2 separate regions of the Bos taurus genome follow, and region 2 is linked to region 1. Evidence: chromatin contacts called from public Hi-C data. All regions are on one chromosome and are shown on one strand. Each heading gives the region's core, a stretch centred on a gene start, on an enhancer-like site or on the middle of the called end of the contact. The rest is flanking DNA. Distances are from core to core; before and after follow the strand shown. Region 1 holds the start of CNN3 (calponin 3). Region 2 overlaps SLC44A3 (solute carrier family 44 member 3).

Region 1 (2,585 bases), core at 25-2,524:
GGACGCCTCTCATCTCTTTCCCAGACCGAAAGTCCCAAAGATAAACTCAACGCATTCTTATGCTGGGCAAAGTGGCAAAACCGAGGGTTACCAAAGCCCAATCACTCCAAACTACAGTCCACCTCGGCAAATAAACCCTGAACAAAAGCAACGCACGAAGATTTCCTTGATACCGTTAAAGTCTAACGTACTACAAACTTTAGTGTTTTGGTTTTGTTTTCTTTTAAGGAAAAAAAAAAAAAAAGCTCAAGTCTACAGCAGATATTCCCGAAGCGGCGCGCTCAGGCTTTGTTTCCTCTTGCCGCAAAAGCAGCAGCAACTGGCACCGGGATTCGAAAACCAGGAAGGGTTCTGGCCGGCTCCCGTCCTTCCGGTGGTCCTAGGGCCCTTGCCTCAGGCCGCTTAGCGGTCTCCCACCCCGCAAGAGGCGAGGAACAATGGGGACCCAGTTTGCCCACTAACCGCCTAACTTTATTCGCGGCTTTGAATTCCGCCCGGGGGCTAGAGTGGGTGAAGGTCCAGGGTCTGCCAGGGGCCCGGGCCGGGGTGGATGGCGGAGGCTGCTCGCTGGGTCCCCAGCCGTGCCGACGGGCCCCACCTAAGGGCGAATGACCAGGCAGGAGCGCCCCCTTGCCGGAGGGGTGCGTCCTGCAGCCGCGGACCCGCTCCTGGAACCAAGGGACGGCGCTGAGGGATTCCAAGAGCCTGGGAACCCACCGCCCGTCGCTAGCCTCGGCCCGCGGCGCTGGAACAAAGCCAGCTGAGCGCCCGGGAGCCTGCGCTTGCAGCCGGGGACAGGACGGGGACGCGCAGAAACTGTCGCGCACCCCCTTCCCCGCCCCGACATCTACTATCCGCGAAGCCCGCCAGCAAAGGCGCGCGGGGAGAAGCGCGGCCCCAGCCACCCGGGTCTGAGGGTCCCGGGGCGGCGCCCTGCATCCCACCTCTGGCCCCAGGGTCCCGCCCCATCCGAGCCCAGGCGTACCTTGTTCTTGACCTCGGCCGAGAGCCCATAGGAAGGGCCCTTGTTGAAGTGGGTCATGATGATTCGCGCGGCGGGAAGAGGCTGAGTTCGGGTCCGGGGGTTTCTTGCACTCGGTTTCCCCGCTCCTGGCCCCGAAGAGTGGCCGCACTACAAGATGCTCGGAGCTCGCTCTCCTGGGCGGCGCAGGAGTCGCCGGGACGCGGCGGCGGGACGCGGGCGGTGCCTCGGCTACTCGATCGGACGAGGTCCCCCAGACGCTCCCGCTCGGCTCCGGAGTCCCGCACGAACTGCCCCCCACCGCCTCCCCCGGACTTCCAGGGATTGGCCGACTAGCCCGACCAATGGAGGGCCGCCGCCTCCCGCGTCTCTGGAGAGGGGGCGGCGCGGCCAATTGAAGGGCGGCGGGCGCAGCGCTCCCTCCCGGCGCGGATCTCTGGCCCCGGTCCCCGCCCTCACGCCTTGCAGGGTCGAAGCGGCCCCTCCTCCAGGCCCGGCGGAGCCGGCAGCGCCGGCGGAGGCCTGCTCCGCAATGGGAGTCGCCCTGGCTCCCGGGGGCTTCGCAGAGGCTCGGAGTTCGCGTCAACTTCCAGGCATCCGCTTGCGGCCAGCAAAGGGGAGGGAAGCCCACCAGGGTTGACCCGTGGCTGATCCACCGCCTCCTTCTGCCTCCTCCCTGGCTGCAGACCCCACGCGCGCAGGTGGCGGGCAGGACCCCTCCATTCGATGCGGGGGGCAGCCTTGGAGCCCCTGTGCCCGAGAAAGGGGGGCCCCCTCCTCCGACACCTGCTTCTTCCTCCCTTACCCTGCAGCTTCCCACACCTGTTGGTCTGACCTCTCCACTGCTGCCGTCCTGGGAACAGTCAAGGCTTCGGGCCAAATTCGAGCTCACTCTGGGTGTGCTGTACGGAAAAAAGTGGGGAATGTGCCATGGCAGAGCCTGGGCATTTTAAATAATTTTCTGGATTCGCACCAACTCCTTTTTACAAGCATCTTTTATACGGGGTTCAGCTAATCCAAAAACCCAGGTGACTGTTGTCTCTCTCTCTCTCTCTCTCTCTCTCTCTCTCTCTCTCTCTCTCTCTCTCTCTCTCTCTCTCTCTCTCTCATCCGTAGGCTTCTTTGAGCCAGATCTTTTGTGTAGAGCTAAGTAAACTTGTATCCTTTAGGCCAGAAGAGCCTCCATCCTTTCATGGTCCCGCTTCCAACGCATCACTTTCTTTCCCTCAGATCTCAAATAACTTCATAGAGAGGAGGAAGGGAACAGAACTCTCCTCATTCATCAGTGCCTGGCACCGTTCTAGACACCTCCCAAACACGTTCTCATTTTCTCCTCTCAAACAACCCCGTAGGTAGACATTACATCCATTTTAGGGGTGAGAAAGCCAAAACTCAGAGACCGAAGTGTACTGACCCAGGTCTGCCAGCCTCTTAAGCTTTGCCTCTTGCCGGAACTTTCTCGTGCACGCTTAGGATATGTTTCTATCCCTGAGAGTCTAGTGTAAGAGTTCTGTTTAGCAAACACCAGTTACCGTGCCAGAACAGATCATGGAACCAGGTGTGGCAAACTGCTTGAGAGGAGGAGTCAAACTTTTTCCCGTAG
Region 2 (2,585 bases), core at 51-2,550, 62 kb before region 1:
GTGAAGTATTAGTTTAAGCTTCACTAGGTGTAACCAAAGCCTCTTCCTGAAGGCAGGTTTTGCTGCTTGTGAAGAGATGAAGGCCCCAGGGACATGCACAGCAGAGAAGGGGTGACAGGGTAATATAACCTTTGAATGTGGAAAAGAGTCTAGGGCAGGAAGATGGTGTCTCCGAGAGCCCCCAGTGATTGACCCTTTCCTGTAAGGTGGTATTTAGTTCTTAGGGTGGGCTGTTGAGTGAGTTCTGGCTCCACAGGCTGGCCTGGTTTGTGAGCTGGCCCTCTTTTCAGATTTTCTCTCCCAAGTGGTAAGTCAGCTTCTGGAACATCTACGTCTTCTTCCAGCCAAGCCCAAAAGCGTCTGGAGCCATCACTGGGATGTGACACGGATGAGCGCCATCCAGACAGTGCAGACACCACCCTGCCTTAAGTGGTCAATTCCATCCCTGCGAAACCTCAGAAAACGGATGCCTAAGCCCAAACTTCAGTACCTGGAGGACCAGCCCTTGAGGCCTGTGAATCATTTGTTTCCGTATCAGATGGAGAGCAAGCACTGCCCTCGTCTGCCTGCATCCCTGCTTGAGAACCAGTCAATTCTAAGGCACATGGATCTCCTCAATGGGAAAGTAAACAGTCTTCCTCTTAAAAAAAAAAAAAAAGGACTGAGGAAAGGGAAAAAAAATGTGTCAGATTTTCCTGGCTGTGCTACTTTTCTAGTTTATCAGATCTAAGTGAATTCATATCAGCAATAGCTTCCCTGGCATTTCCTATTTTCAACAATATTGAGTTGAAACACACATCGCCCTTTTTGTGGGACGACTGGATTGCAGCTACTCTGCTCCCAATATTACTTTCATGTTCTCTCTTCCTTCCTGGATGATTTAAATAACAGCAAAATGTGGCCGTTGCCAGCTCTTGAAACATTTCTGGCTGCATTCCTTTTCCTCCCTGAAAACCTAGGCTCTGGTCAAAACCTTAATTCATAGTGACTTATTACCAACCAGAGCGAGCTGTAGAATAATCCATTATGAAGAAAGCAAGCCTCCCTTGGAGCTTCTCGGAAAGGGCCTCACTTTCTAGAACTGGCCTCAGTGGGCCAGGGGAGGGGTGACATCAGCCCTCAGGCCTTTGTTTTATCTTTCAGGTGTGGGGGAGGGGGGAGAAAGATGTGCCCATTCTGTTCTTTTTCACTTTTTTTCCCTGCCTGTGAAACTGACTTTTGCATTCTTGAGAGCTGTGTCATGACAAGTCCCGTAAATGATTCACAGTGAGGTGACCTTTACAGAATGGAGGAGAAATCAGCTGGGTTTCAGGAGCTGGAGAAGCCAGAACTCTTCCTCCCTCTGCTGTGAGCCGGATACTCTCTGGCTGCCAATCCTGGTCATGTGATGTGGTAGTGATTTTCATGACCAAGCTAGTACTGGCAATATTTACAGATGAAAGTGTGTAATTTAAACCTAGGGGATTATTATATAATTAAACTTCTGAAACTGAAAATGGGATCAATACCCAATTTAATGTATTGGTGGAAGTGGTTAGGTGTTGTAAAGAGGAAAACTTGTTCACCTCATCAGTATGTTTTAAAATTTTCTCTTCTTTGTTTGTAACATTGAATACCACCAGAAATATTTCTTAACTTAGTCCAAGAAAAAATTTAGCCTTAGCTAGCAAGGAGTATAAAAATTTTGCCAAATGCAGATGGCGTCACTGCTTTCTAAATTGTTAGTACCATAGATGATTTGAACCAGAGAGAAGTTTTTTTGTTTCTTTCTAAATAGTGTTTTTTAAAATGCTGTCTTTTTTCCTCCTGTTCCCAGAAATAAAAGTGACCCTCCTGATCGCCCGATCCTTTCATCTCTCTCCATTCTTTTCTGCTACCATCAGGGAACAGTTGTCAAAGGGTCATTTTTAATCACTGTGGTGAGGATTCCAAGAGCCGTTCTCATGTACGTGTATAACACTCTGAAAGAGAAGGTAAGGCAACACGTTAAAACAGAGTGTGCTCTGTGTTTGGGTCACAGAAAAGTGAATCACTGGAGAATTGCACTGGGTCCCAGGACAGGAATGTGACCTGTGCCAGGGGCCATTCAGAAAGCTCCAATGGGCTTCAGGTCCCATCCGCACCCCACCCCCAGCAACCTTCCTGTCCAGCTCCCTGTTTTGTTTAAGTTTGTTGGATTTTCTCCAACATGGTGGCACAGGTGGTGTAGGGAGGACATAGTTCTTAGCTTGCTGGGTTTTCTTCCTATTTAAATGCTGAACAAATGGGAGAAATTCTTAAGATGAAATTTAAGCAAGGTTTTATGGATATTTATCATGCTTTTTTAAAGAAAGAAAAATATACCGTAAGATGAGGAGATTTCCCCAGCTTCTGTGTCTCCTGGATGGTGTCAGGGGAAGTTAGTTGCATGTGCCTGTGTGTGCATTCATGCTTAATAGTGAGAAACGGGCAAACTGACCTAAATCTCAGCTCAAAAGACAGAAAACTGTGGGGCTTTTGTGCCTCGGGGTTTTTCTTCTCCCTGGTTTTTATTTCCATGCACATTTGGTTATGAATGCCAGTGGAAACCAAAACACCAGGAAAAC

The links. Hi-C and Micro-C count contacts between places; a contact is called where the count stands out from the background.
Region 2: a Hi-C map of skeletal muscle shows a contact between it and region 1, with 3 times the contacts expected there. The contact joins the enhancer-like site here to the promoter of CNN3 in region 1. A contact is called at or near these places in 3 of 11 Hi-C or Micro-C datasets (blastocyst, liver and skeletal muscle).

What each region holds. Positions count from the first base shown.
Region 1 is chr3:48,567,654-48,570,238 of ARS-UCD2.0, reverse strand. CNN3 (calponin 3) reads right to left here and starts at 1,274. Exons shown (of 7, transcript NM_001038179.1): 1 at 986-1,274. The coding sequence starts at 1,042.
Region 2 is chr3:48,630,121-48,632,705 of ARS-UCD2.0, reverse strand. SLC44A3 (solute carrier family 44 member 3) reads left to right here. Exons shown (of 15, transcript NM_001098900.2): 11 at 1,817-1,973. Among named protein-coding and RNA genes, the nearest start is that of SLC44A3, 56 kb to the left of the region's middle. Within about 2 kb of position 1,300, at least 27 of the 102 cell types and tissues checked have an H3K27ac peak or open chromatin away from gene starts, as enhancers often do. A contact at or near this core is called in liver and skeletal muscle, where this site is marked.